Linked DNA regions of Ovis aries: region 1 is linked to region 2. Evidence: chromatin contacts called from public Hi-C data. All regions are on one chromosome and are shown on one strand. Each heading gives the region's core, a stretch centred on a gene start, on an enhancer-like site or on the middle of the called end of the contact. The rest is flanking DNA. Distances are from core to core; before and after follow the strand shown. Region 1 has its middle 53 kb from the start of LRRC8D. Region 2 has its middle 71 kb from the start of LRRC8B.

Evidence for each region. Hi-C and Micro-C count contacts between places; a contact is called where the count stands out from the background.
Region 1: a Hi-C map of hypothalamus shows a contact between it and region 2, with 4 times the contacts expected there. The contact joins two enhancer-like sites. A contact is called at or near these places in 4 of 16 Hi-C or Micro-C datasets (hypothalamus, muscle and tail adipose tissue).

What each region holds. Positions count from the first base shown.
Region 1 is chr1:67,127,217-67,134,132 of ARS-UI_Ramb_v3.0, forward strand. No RefSeq gene overlaps it. Among named protein-coding and RNA genes, the nearest start is that of LRRC8D, 53 kb to the right of the region's middle. Within about 2 kb of position 2,530, at least 16 of the 54 cell types and tissues checked have an H3K27ac peak or open chromatin away from gene starts, as enhancers often do. A contact at or near this core is called in hypothalamus, where this site is marked.
Region 2 is chr1:66,815,050-66,822,640 of ARS-UI_Ramb_v3.0, forward strand. No RefSeq gene overlaps it. Among named protein-coding and RNA genes, the nearest start is that of LRRC8B, 71 kb to the right of the region's middle. Within about 2 kb of position 5,607, at least 7 of the 54 cell types and tissues checked have an H3K27ac peak or open chromatin away from gene starts, as enhancers often do. A contact at or near this core is called in hypothalamus, where this site is marked.

The DNA.
Region 1 (6,916 bases), core at 1,280-3,779, 310 kb after region 2:
TGAGAAATCTGCATTCAAAACAAGTTCTGCAGATTTTTTTTTTTTCTTACTAAAATTTGAGAATTCCAACTGCTATTCATCCTAGCAGACTGTAAAGGAAGAACCACATTAGAAAGAAAAACTAACTGGGACTGGGCCACATGTGCCCTGAAGGGGCAAACGAAGAACAGGGAATATTATTTCAAGATAATCAACAAATAGGAAGTGTTATGAAAAAGTTCTAAGAAGAAGCAACCGCTCCCTAGGTTTATCAGGGTGTGAATGAAATGTTGACAGAGACCCTCCCTGACACGCTTTCCCTTCCACACACGCTCAAGTACACAAGTGTGAGGAGAACGTGCTGCGTATGGGGAGACTTGGAAAACACTCTTGCAGTCCTGCTGCTCAAGGGCATGGCGCCCCTGGTTGTGTTTCCAAGCGGATGTGAAGGTCCAGGAGAAAATCTGTTCTCTGAGGGTGGGGCGGGCCTTTTGGCACTTGAAAAAGTGAAAGTGTTAGTCGTTCAGATGTGTCTGACTCTTTGCCATCCCATGGATTATAGCCCACCCAACTCTTCGGTCCATGGGATTCTCCAGGCACGAATACTGGAGTGGGTAGCCATTCTTCAGGGGAATCTTTCAACCCAGGGAACGACCCCAGGTCTCCTACACTGCAGGCAGCTTCTTTACCGTCTGGGCCACTAGGGAGGCCCTTGCAGTTGCAAGGGAGACACTTATTCCCCAGCTGAACCCTTTTCTTTGAAGCCCGTGTGAGTTGGGCCTGTGGGAAACCCACAGACAGGGCCCCAGCTATTGATGATGGATAAAGGCTTACCTGGGGGTGGGAGGGGTCTGACATCACCTTCTACCACCATTTTTCCCACCCATTTCACATAAATACATACTCAGGTCTAGAAGTTAAGGAGCAGCTCTTTCTCACAACCTAACAAACCTAACCGTGCTTCTGCCTCCACCATTCTTCTTCCAAACCTCCACAGGGAGCAAAAGAAAGAAAGAAAGTGAAGTCGCTCAGTCGTGTCCGACTCTTTGTGACCCCATGGACTATAGCCCACCAGGCTCGTCTGTCCATGGGATTCTTCTCCAGGCAAGAATACTGGAGTGGGTTGCCATTTCCTTCTCCAAGGGATCTTCCCAACCCAAGGATCAAACCCGGGGCTCCTGCACTGCAGGCAGATGCTTTATCCTCTGAGCCACCAGGGAAGCCCCACAGGAAGCAAAAGGAGAGCCTAAAGGCAGAACAACATGACTCAGTGCAGACCCAGGTTGAAGCCAGGGCCCTCTAAGCAACTGGTGAGTAAGAGGGGTGTGACCTTATCTCTGGGAAATGTGGACGGGGGCCAGCCTAACAAACAAAAGAAAAAACCACCCAGGGGAGGGTGAAGTGGGTACCTTGAAAAAGTGAAGCAGCGCTTAGTAAGATCAAAATCAGCCCAAAGAGATGCTGGGCTGGCCAACTCATCTGCACCTAAGGGCAGGAAGGGTCTCCTGCCTGACCAAGGCACCTGGGCTTCTGAGATGGCCTTGTTGCCCAAGGGGACTGTTGAGTGTCCTCCCGGCTCCCTGTACAACCCAGCTCCCTGGGTTTTCCATCCTTTGCTCATTTGCCACTATTGTCTGTCCTCTTTGTCAAAACTGATAGCGGCTAATTAGTGCTGAAGCCCAGACTGGAGTTCACTTCCGTTCATCTCATTATTTGTTTCTCTTTTGGGCTGAAGCCAAGCAAAAAACATTAACATTCCCCCTGCATGGCAGGCGCACACATACACACGCAAGCATGCTCACACGTACCCAATCAGGCATACACATACACTAACACACCTGCACCCACGTGTGTACACACAAGAACTCACCCACACACGTGCACACACATATGTACACATGTCCTCACTTACATAGGGGCTTCCCTGGCGGCTCAGTGGTCAAGAATCTGCCTGCAATGCAGGAGACCTGGATTCTATCCCGGGGTCAGGAAGATCTGGAGGAGGAAATGGCAACCCACTCCAGTATTCTCGCCTGGAAAATCTCATGGATAGAGGAGGCTGGCAGGCTATAGTCCATGGGGTCACAAAAAAGTTGGACACAATTTAGTGACTAAACAACGCTCACTTATATATACACCCTTATACATATGCATCCACACGTGTACACATTCACACACACTTCAAACCTGGGACAGAGAGAGGAATGCAACAACTGCTGGCCCAGCTGAGTGACCATGGAGAGCAGATTCAGAATCTCTGGAGCCTCAGGCCCCTGAGGCCAAGACCAGCTAAGGGCTGCCTCTGGAGTTCTGTAGGCAGCTGTTTCCTCCCCTCCACCTCCTGGTCCCCCACCTGCACTCCCGCCTGCATTCATCGCTACATGTTAGACTCAGTTTCCAGTCACTGTCGATCAAGTGGGAGGCCTTCTAATTTTCCGTGTCAGTGAAGATCGACTGCTCTAAACCCCGGCTCCGCTGAAGCATTCCAGGGCCAGCCTGACTTGGATTTTAAACAGCAGAGAAGCCCTCCCTGGGCGCGAGCAGGCGAGGCGGGGAAGCCCTCTAGTGGCCGTGGCTGACGTGACAATAGCCTTTGAGGGCTCAGGGACTCTGTGCCCAGGTCAGTCAGCTCTCCCAGAAGACTCAGGAAGGAAAAGCACAGTAATAAAACATTTAGAGCCTAACTCCTCCCTCTCCATAGCCCCCGGAGGACCCTGGACACCAAATCCTATCAATTTGCTCTCTCAACAACTCTCCTGTTGCCCCAGCCTAGCTCTGGCCTCATCACCCGTGCTGAGTTATGCTGCCCTGGTCTCTTTCCTGCTTCTCTGCCGCCATCTCTTGTGTCTAATCCTTTCCGCACCTTGTTGCCTAATTTGTCTTCCATTCATTCATTCTTGCCTTCCTTGTTCTTTTTTTAAGAGTCTTCCTTGCTTCCCCATTACCTAAAGTGCCGATTCTCAAAAGGGAGATGCCCTTCCAGAGAGGCATCTCAGTGTCTCAGGACAAGTGAGCAGCATGCCCACATAGATGCTGACGGTATGGATGCTTTTCCCTCAAACCATGCTCATATTGAACCCCTCTTACTGAAAGGAAATTCCTCAAACCTAGAAAAGTGGTGAAAAGATGTAGAATCACAAGTTTTCTGGGTAAAAAATTCAAATATCTCGGCCCTCCAAAATCTGACCTCAGATTGCCTAACATTAATGCTACAGTGTAATGTCTAAGTTAGGGCTAGAATTAGATTATCTGGGTTGGAGTCCCAGGTCTGAAGCTTATCAGTTTTGTAATTGTGTAGAAGTTTCTAAATTGTTAGTTTCTTTACTGTTAAGAAACTAAGATATTTAATGAGCTGGCCCATGGATCAGATTTAGCTCAGTGCTGGGCACATAGTTCAGTTCAGTTCAGTCACTCAGTCAAGTATGACTGTTTGTGATCCTGTGGAGTGCAGCATGCCAGGCTTCCCTGTCCATCACCAACTCCTGGAGCTTGCTCAAACTTATGTCCATAGAGTCAGTGATGCCATCCAACCATCTCATACTCTGTCATCCCCTTCTCGTCCTGCCTTCAACCTTTCCCAGCATCAGGATCTTTTCCAATGAGTCAGTTCTTCCCATCAGGTGGCGAAAGTATTGAAGTTTCAGCTTCAATATCAGTCCTATCAATGAATATTTAGGACTGATTTCCTTTAGGATTGACTGGTTTGATCTCCTTGCAGTCCAAGGGACTCTCAAAAGTCTTCTCCAACACCACAGTTCAAAAGCATTAATTCTTTGGTGCTCAGCTTTCTTTATAGTCTAGCTCTCACATCCATACATGACTACTGGAAAAATCATAGCTTTGACTAGATGGACCTTTGTTGGCAAAGTAATGTCTCTGCTTTTTAATACGCTATCTAGGTTGGTCATAGCTTTTCTTCCAAAGAGTAAGCATCTTTTAATTTCATGGCTGCCCTCACCATCTGCAGTGATTTGGGAACCCAAGAAAATGAAGTCTCTCACTGTTTCCATTGTTTCCCCATCGATTTGCTATGAAATGATGGAACTGGATGCCATGATCTTAGTTTTCTGAATGTTGAGTTTTAAGCTAGCTTTTTCACTCTCCTCCTTTCCTTTCATCAAGAGGCTCTTTAGTTCTTCTTCCTTTTCTGCCATAAGGGTAGTGTCATCTGCACATGGTAAGTGCTTATTTATCACTCCCCCATTACAGGTCTGGCGCAGGCTTTGCACTATTTAACTCTGGGCTTTAGCTCCTGACATTTGATTTGCCTGGAATGCCCTCTTCTTCCTCTCTGATACCAAGACTCCACTATTGTCTCACGCCCAGCAAATCTTAGGGATTAATACAATAACTTTGGTCCTGTAAATCTCACACATTATGTATTGTGAGAGAAAAATCAAATACTTATTTAAGTGCACCATATAAATATATATGGATGTTTGATAGATAAGTATGATATTTTTATTAACTGTATGATCATTTTGAAGAGCTAAAAAAATCCTTTAATGCATACTGATGTGTTATGGAAATTAGTTATTTAAAATCTTTTACGTTTTCCTTCTCTCCATAGGTAGACTATAAATGTCATGAAGATAAGAGCTCTGTTTTCTAATATAGTCTCCATAGACCATATCTAGCATAATACCTTCATTATATTAGTTATTTAGTAAACACTGCCTTCACTTAATTAAGTGACTGCATCTCCAATTTAGTGACTGCATCTCTAATAATAGTACTAATGTACCTTCTTGTATCTTGAGGCAATTTTCCATTCATTGTCTCATGACCTTTGATTATCTTCTATAACAACCCTGAAAGAAAAGCAAAGCTAAAGCCTATTTCATAAACAGTTTCTTATTGGCCAAAAAAATCTTGCAAACAGGTTTTGTTATTTATATTTAAGCAACATCACAATAACACAGTGTCCAAATGGCAAGGTTATCTGGGTCAAAATTTACAGGGGGTCAATTTTTAGCGTAAGTATGCTTATGCTGTTGGGCCTCCCAGGTGGCGCTAGTGGTAAAGAACCCGCCTGTCCATGCAGGAAACATAAGAGACTGGGACTAGATCCCTGGGTCGGGAAGATCCCCTGGAGGAGGGAATGGCAACCCACTTCAGTATTCTTGCCTGGAGAATCCCGTGGACAGAGGACTCTGGCAGGCTGTAGTCCATAGGGTCACAAAGAATCAGACACGACTAAAGTGACTTAGCAGGCACACACATACCATGTTTATTCACAATTTACTTGGAGTATAGCCTATGAATTAAATTCTGGAGCCTAAAACATTTTACTATGAATTTCAAAAATAATTGGTATCCCATGATGAGATACCATTGCATGCCTATTAGAACGGCTAAAACAAAAAATGAAACTGGCCATGTCAAGCGCTGACAAGGATGCAGAGCACCTGTGACTCTCATACAGTGCTGGTGGACTTGCAGAGTGGCACAGCCGTTTAGAGGGCAGCTTGGTGGTTTCTTATAAAGTTAAACAAACAATGAGCACATGAACCAACAAACCCGTGCCTAGGCTTTTACTCTAGAAAAATGCACACTTATGTGCAACAAAAACCTGTGCACCATAATCTATACACAAAGAAGGATCAGTATTTACCAGGAATTAGAAGTGAGGATAGTATTTGACTAAAATGCAGCATAAGAGAATTTATGGGGAGGTTGATACAGGTATCCTATTGTGGTAGGGGTTGCATAAATCTATTCATGTGTTAAAACTCATAAAACTGTATATCAAAAATGTGAAATTTACTGTACAGAAATATAAAATAAAACAGTACTTTTAACAAAGCCTCAGAAGCAAACATGTAGTTTAATCTCAGGAAGTACAGAAAAAAGTGAATGGTGTCATTAATTAATTCAGTATAAAGATATTGATCACTTTTTATGAATAAGGCACTGAGTGGCCTTGGCAAAAAGGAAACCAGAATCCAGTGATAAAGCAGTTTTAAGAACTTTGAAATCTGCTAGAGCTAAGATTGAACCCCTGGATTATCTCTTATGAAATATGTGTCCTTAGGGATGTTGCTTAATGTCTTTGAGCTTTAGTTTATGAGGATAATAAAACAGAGATTATGGACATAGTAAGAGGGCTGAAAATGATTATTATTATTATCATAGCATTGCTAATACTAGAGCTGGTTATGCCAAGAATAAGGATGGCTCTCTATTAGAAATACGTCCAGAATCTAACTAGTCTTGACATGTCTTTGTTACCATCTGGCCCAGGCCATGATCACCTCCCGCAGTAGTTTACTACATGCACCCTGCGGTCCATTCTCAACCAAGAAATCAGATCTCTTTCAAATGTAAGTTAGTTCTGTCACTCAACTGCTCAAAACCTTCTTGTGTTTCCCCATTTCACTCAGGGTAAGAGCCAAAGTCCTCCCCATGTCCTACAAGACCCCTGCCCTGGCTTTATCCGCCTCCTGTATGTAATCTACTGTCACTCCTTCGGCTTCTTCCACATGGACCTGTTTCTTTCACTTGAACGCATCGGGCGTTTATCTACAGCCTTTGCACTGGCTCTTCCCTCTGCCCAGGACATTTTCCATATGCCTGCATTGATCACTCCCTTACCTCTTTTGTGACTTTTCTCAAATGTAACCTTCTCAAAAAGAAAAAAAGAAAGCTTATCCTAACCACTGTATTTAAATTGTCAACCAGCCCCACTTTCCTCCAGTGTTACGAATTCTTTGTCTTGCCCAAATTTTCCTCTTACCACTTCCTATATAACAAAATCAAACACTAACAAATGGTTGTCTCATAAATTGTGGGAGTATAACCCAAAGAAAAAAGAATGCAAAAAGAGAAAAATTGTTGTCTGAGAAGGCCTTACAAATAGCTGTGAAAAGAAGAGAAGCAAAAGCAAAGGAGAAAAGGACAGATATACTCATTTGAATGCAGAGTTCCAAAGAATAGT
Region 2 (7,591 bases), core at 4,357-6,856:
TGGAAATTAAATAACATGTTCCTAAATAATGACTGTGTCAAAGGAAACATCACAAGAGAAATTAGGAATACTTTGAAATAAATAAAAATGTGAATTCAACACAATATATCAAAATGTACAAATGTGGCAAGAACAAAGCTGATAGCTATAACACCTCTATCAATGACTAACTAGCATAGAGAAAATTTTAAAGGCTCCCTTATTTCAAATAAGAAATAAACACGAGGGCAGCAAAAGTGAGTCTCTCTTAGTCGTTGGCATAGCTCTGCAAGATTAGGACATGACGCACAATTCTGGGACTTCCTCTTCAGGAGGGAGGGAGAGAAGAGGCGTGCACACTCAATGGCCAGGCTTTTCAAAGCACTGCCCTAGGAAAAGGGACAGGTGGTCTATGGAAGTCACACAGCTCTGCGAGTTTGAGAGAAGGAGCATAACCTTGAGATTCCTCCCTCAGATGGGACAGAGAGGAATAGGGCATGAATCCAACATCTGCCCTAGGTAACAGGCGGGCAACAGGGGCAGTGGACAGCAGCTCATGGTGGGTGGTAGCACAGCTCTGCAAGTCTGGGGGAAGACACACAGCCCTGAAACTTCTCTCCCAGGAGGAAGATGAGGCATGGAATGTGCACATCCATAGAAAATGTTTGAGACCTCCCAGGACTTCTAGCCAGGCCAATTGCTGAAAGCTTTTCCCTGCCATAGCCAGTTCATTAAAGCTACAAGGGGAGTTACTTTTTCAAATCACAGAAGCCAATGCAAAGCTACAGGGAGCAAAAGTATCAGCAAAATATGACACAAAGTAAATCTCCAGTAACTTATCCTAATGAATATGAGATCTCAAAATAATCATCTTAAAGAAGCTCAGTGAGTTCTAGAGAACAACAACAAACTTTTTTAAAAAAGAGAAAGAGAAAACAAAGAATATTGAAACTGTACAAGACCCTGAGTTCTTGTCTTTTGAAGTAAAATGCTGACTCAAGAGTTAGCGATTGGGGATTGTGAAGCTGTAGAAACAAAGGGTAGTTGTTGCGCTGGGGAGCTGGTAACAATTTAGAATATAATTCTGCCACATAGCAGAATCACCAGATTCCCAGTTCCCTTAAAAATATAGATAGAGGCCTGACACAGTTTCTACAGGAAATATACCAAACCATAACATGCAAGACAGATTCTCTAAGCTCAAACGCCAGTTCACTCAGCCCACAGTCCTTTTATAGAAGAGTCCACATTCTTAACAATAACTCATAGGGATATCTGTGTTCTGTAGGAAGCAGACCCTTCACCAGATGAAAACTGCTGACTGAAAGAACATAGAGCTTAGACTGGTTGAAACCAGAAAGTTGATGATGCTTGAAGCTTGACTTTGATGCAAACCAATCCAAGCATGGTCCCCAAGCTGATCACACCCTGCTTCCTGAGCACTGCAAACATCCTCACTACCCCTCTCCAGGGTGGGTCACACAGTCTTGAGGGAATTAGCCCTCTGTGGCCCCCTTTCCTGGCAAAGCAATGAAAGCTGCACTTTTCTACTTATCCAACACTGTCTCCTTGTTTCTATTCAGCACCAATGAACAGAGGCAAAGTTTCAGCGACAATAGCACCACCACAACAGAAATCAGCAAAGCACAAAGGAAGACAGGAAGAGAGGAACAAAAGAGCTACAAGGCAGGCAAAGTCAACAACAGTAACATCCAGCTGGCTGAATAGGTTAGCGTGGTGTATCCATACAGTGGAATATGACTAAGCTTTAAAAAGGAAAGAAATCCTGCTATTTGTGACAACATGGATAAACTTGGAAGACACTGTATAAGTGAAGTAAGCCAGTCATAGAAGGACAAATAATGCATGATTCCGCTTATACACAAAACCTGTAATGGTCAAACTCACAGAATTCATGAATCAAGTGGTTGTGGGGGAGGGGGAGTGGGAAGGAGGCAGTGGAGACTGGTTGTTCAATGGGTTTAAATTTTCTGTCATGCAAGATAAGTAAGTTCCAGAGAACTACTGGACAACACAGAACCTATAGTCAATAATATGGCATCATGCACTTAAAATTTTGTTGAGAGGGTAAATCTCCGGTTAAGGATTCAGAACTCCCCTCAAAAAAGAGGCACAAAACGTTTAGAGACAATGAGTATGTATATTACCTTGCCTGTGATGATGGTTGCATGGCTGTATGCATACGTCCAAATTTACCATCTGTAGACATTACATATGTACAGTTTGTGTATATCAACTCTACCGCAATAAAACTGTCTTTAAAATAATAACCCTGATGACAGCTAGGTCAAGAGGGGGGAACTGGTAATGGAAACAAAAACTACAATTTACATAACGGTACCATGGCTCACAGAATATATAAAATACACCAAACCATAACATGCAAGACAAATTATCTAAGCTCAAATGCCAGTTAATTCAGCCCACAGTCCTTTTATAGAAGAGTCCACATTCTTAACAATAACTCATAAGGACATCTGTGTTCTAAAGATAAAACTGCAAACAATAGCTAAAACTCCCAGACTTCACAAATTCTAAATAATTCCTTCAGAGACTATCGTGTGTTTAACTCCCATTCCCTGAACCCTTCCTAATTTCCCAATTTTGAGATGCCACCTGGTTCCCTATCGTGTACATTTTCCCTGACTACAACCAGCAAAACAAAGCTTTTTCCTTGGTGAGTTTTGATCAGTGAGTGTTTAAAATAAGGATATAAAATAAAAGAAATTAAGAAAAATCTTTATAATATAAATTTGAATTGAAAAACTTTTATGTATGTATATAACACTTTGGCCCACTGAAAGGTCCAGGAAACAACAGAACTCTAATAATAATGAGTAAATGCAACATCCAGATTTTTGTTTTTAAATAACTTTTGTTCATTTTTTTAAAAAATAACAGCAAATAGCACTCCTTGGAGAAATCAGAGGTTGCAGGTATAGGCAGAAAACATAAGATGTGGCTGTGACGTAGTTCTGTGCCAAACAGCAGAAGCACACTCCAAGATTAACGAGTTGATATCAAAGACAAGGAGGCTGGCCAAAGGGCCACCTCATGGACAAATGTGGGACAATTTTAATATGAAAAAGAATCATGACTATGAGTGATTATAATCGTATAATCCAAGACAGTATCCTGATCTAACTTCAGTGATAGGAAACATGGAGGGAAGAAAAACAAAGTAAATGAAACTGCAAGAAAATGGACAGGCAGATTATCTGGAGTCTTCTATAAGAAAACTAAACTAGTTCTTTAAACGTTAAATGTCAGGGGCTTCCCTGGTGGCTCAGTGGTGAAGAGTCCACCTGCCGACACAGGAGACACAGGTTCCACCCCTGGTCCAGGAAGATCCTACACGCCGAGGAACAGCTAAGCCCAGGCACCACGACTGTTGAGCCTGTGCTCTAGAGCCCGGGAGCCCCAAATACTGACGTCCAGGCGCCCTAGAGCTCATGATCCACACAAGGAAGACCACCACAGTAAGAAGCCCACGCACCATATCTAGAGAGCAGCCCCCACTCTCCACAACTAGGGGAAAACTGGGGCAGCCACGAAGACCCAGAGCAGCCAAATACATACATGCATAAGTAAGTAATAATAGAAACTGTTTAAAAAATCTAATGTCATTTTTTTAAATGAATAATAAAAATTCATAAGATGACACTTCTAATAGACTGATCTAGACAGATGCAATGTACAAATAACTATAAGGCATACTGCCACTGCTGCTGCTGCTAAGTCACTTCAGTCGTGTCTGACTCTGTGCGACCCCATAGACGGCAGCCCACCAAGCTCCCCCATCCCTGAGTTCTCCAGGCAAGAATACTGGAGTGGGTTGCCATTTCCTTCTCCAATGCGTGCATGCAGGCTAAGTCGCTTCAGTCATGTCTGACTTTATGCAGCCCCATGGACAGCAGTCCACCAGGCTCCTCCGTCCATGGGACCCTCCAGGCAAGAACACTGGAGTGAGTTGCCATTTTCTGCTCTGCTATAGGGCATGAAACTTGGTTTATTCTGATTCAAAAATATGAATAAATGAAACAATAATTAAAGCATTTTTAGATACAGTTGAGATTTGAATATGACTATCAGGTTATATTAGAGAATAATTCATTATAATTAACATTTTTAGGCATGCTAATATCATGTGTTTATTTGAGAGAAGATACTTATTCTTCGGAGATGCATGCTAAAGTGTTCAGGGGTGAAGTATTGTGAGGTCTGTAACTTTTATAAGATTCATCAAAAAATTATGCAGAGAGAGAGAAAGTAAATGTGGCAAAATGTTGCATTAACATATTTTTAATCTTGGTGACAAATATATGGGTGTTTGTTGCATTGTCCTTTCTACTTTTCTGTATGTTTTAAATGTTTCAATTTAATGTTGGGAGGGAAAAAAGTAGGGTTCAAGTGCACAAAGTCATTCTTGCAGTGCTGTTGAAAACATTAAAACACAAGGTACCACCTACAGGCTCTGCAAAAAGAAATGACTTGATCGCATTTGGTACAGCCTTAGAACGAATTCTGTCAGTCAACAATTATTGACCAAGGAAATTCTTTGCAACACATACTATCCTAAGCCCTGACGATAAAAGATAAGAGAAGGCCTTGGTTCTCAGGAAAAGCCTAAAACAAGCAAAGAAATGAACAAATTCATTATCAATAGGACCGACAAGGCATGCTGCATGAAGGAAATGACAAATGACAGAGAAAGCTCCCGTGTTGAGGGATAGGGAAGACCACATGGGGTTGGCAGTATTTGAGCTGAAGCAACAAGGAGCTGGCAGGGGGGACACCTCCTAAATCTTCCCATTCTCTTAAGGGAAAGCTGAGTGCAAAGGCACTGAGGCTATGCAGCATGAAAAGAATGATGTAAGCTACGCAGCACAGCACAGCAAAATGATTGCGTGTGGTGTGTGAGAAGAGGGCTACAGAACCACTCCCATACTAGGACACAGCTCCTCAGAGAGATATATACACATGTGGGATGACAATGCAAAGTGCCAATAGCTTGTCAGTGTGTTGACATTACAGACCACCTCTACTGTCCTTCTTTCACCATCTGATTCTTCTAATGTGCAAATGGACATGTTACTTTTATTTAAAAAAGACGTGTCCCACCTCGGAGGTAAAGAAAAGCAGCAGCACGGGTAGCCCACAGTAACCCCCTAGTGCCCAGAAGGAAGGTCACTCTGGACACCTGAGAAGACCATTCTGATCACTGTTTGTAACAGTCCAGGGAAAGGCAGGCTGCTCGTTCAAAAGAGGCATCCGCTCTGCACAGGGAGAAGCTTCTCACATCTATGAAATGCCTTGCTTTCTTCCCTGACTCCAAAACTTGGGACTGAGACAGAAAAATAGAGGAAGCTATTCATAAGCTGCCAATAACAGAAAACTTGCTGACTCTATCCAATTAAATTAAAAAACAAAAAACGAGTGTAGCTGTGACTGTGGGTAAGTGTCCTGGCTCCTGCCAGAGAGGAAAGCAACCTACAAGGAGCTCGTCGCTGGAGCTAGGCGATTATCCCACCCATTTCCACACCAGTGATTCCCCGTTTCAGTAGCTTTGGGGAGCATGCCTGATATCTGCAGATGCCCACAAGAGGGCAGCAGAGGAGTTTTTCTGAAAGTGCTGGAACACTAAAACAGGACAGAGGGAGAAGGCCAGGAGGAGAGGTGGGGAGATTTAAAATAAATTTCTTAAAGAATCGAGTTTATAAGAAATTTACAAACTTTTAGTAAAGTTTGTAAAAGTTTCCCAGAAGTGATTCAGGGCAAATAAGCCAAATTTGGTAGAAGAAAAGTGTAAGAAAATCAGATTTTACTATTAGTAGGACTTCCCTGGTGGCTCAGACAGTAAAGAATCTTCCCTCAATCAGAGAGACCCAGGTTCGATCCCTGGGTTGGGAAGATGCCCTGGAGAGGGGAATGGCAACCCACTCCAGTATTCTTGTCTGGAGAATTCCATGGCCAGAGGAGCCTGGTGAGCTATATACAGTCCATGGAGTCGCAAAGAGTTGGACACAGCTGAGCAACTAACACACAATAGTAAAACAAAAAAAGAGAGGAAGTCAAAAATAAAAAGAGATCAACTTTCAGCTTTCGGAGAGATGGCAGGAAATATTAGTCAGCAAACCAAATATTCCAGGATATTGTGTTCCAGGAGGTCTTTTATTCACTTGAAGAAAGCTGCATGTATAGTGGCATTTGAGAGACCCCAGAAGTTCCTTCTGTCTATAAATATCTCCATTTCAAGGTTTATTTCTGTATTTCTTTCTTTTGGCCACACCACCTGGCTTAAGGGATCTTATTTCTCCCACCAGGGATCGAACCCTTGCAGTCTCTTGCAGTGGAAGCATGGAATCTAACCCCTGGACCGCCAGGGAAATCACTGGAAATGTTTGGTTTTTTATGTTATTAATATGGTGAGAATTTTGAATCAGAGCACCTACAAATACTTGAATATACTTGAAATATAGTTGAAAATATATATTTTAAGCCTTGAAGAATTTCTTCCCCTACCCCCACCCCGCCCCCCGGCCTTTCCCTATGTTTTCTCCCTTCCTTTTCCTCTTTCAAATAAGTAGCTGTCTCTTTGCTGGCTCTTCATTGCCTTCAGAGAGGTCTATAGCAGAGCCAAAAGCAAAAATTTCCAGGTTTTATTTAACAAATTCTAACACGGAAGGATTTAGAAAGTGTGGAGGAGATGGAAAGGAAAAAGGAATTTACATGCTGAGAGTCTTGGAAGGAGTAGCAGACTAGAGGGACTGTCCTCAGCCCAGATGAAAGACTTCCTCTGGGAGGGGGGAAATAAACCAGAAGACAAGTGGGTCCCTGAAGACTGGGGGCCAGGGAGGAGGCAAGATCCCAGAGGGCAAGAACTGTCCCATTTTCAACAAAGGGGAGCAAGGCAGGAGCTGCTGCAACCGGCCTTGGAACAGAGCCTGAAAAGACCACACGGGCCCAGGGGAGGTCTGGACAGCCGATCCTGTTGGAAAGCAAAGATGTGCTCTTTTGAGCGTTTAAATGAAGCTGATCCACCACCCAGTTCCCACAGTGGTGACCACCTCACACTGCGTAATTACGGAGTGGGGTCATGCTCAAAGACACACACCAGCTAGGGGGTGGGAAAAACAAAAGGGTGAATGAGACAGAATCCCATCCTTCCCCAGTTGTGTCTGTTTCTGAGTTTTCCCCAGAGGTGTCTAATCCAGGTATGATATACATTGCCTCTTTGCTCTCCACTCCAATCTCAACCCATTTCTCTGACCACAGAGCAGAAGTGCTAGAAAAGAAGGGTGGGATCACTCAAGGTGAGAGCTTCCTCATCAGAGTCTAATTGGAAAGAGTGTGGGGAGTGATGTTCTACTAAGCAGATGTGGGTGCGGTCTATGAGTTTCATTCCCTCATTCCCTGCCCCCGCACTGTCCCTATTGCTTAATGCCAGTGAGGTACCAGCGAGCTGCTCACATCTTACTAAATGTTTGATTAAAAACTAATTACTGCTTCCTAGATTGCCATAAATCCAGCAAATCTGCTTATTCTCATAGTCTAGCAGGCCCAGAAGTTTGAATATCAGCTTGAGTAGAAC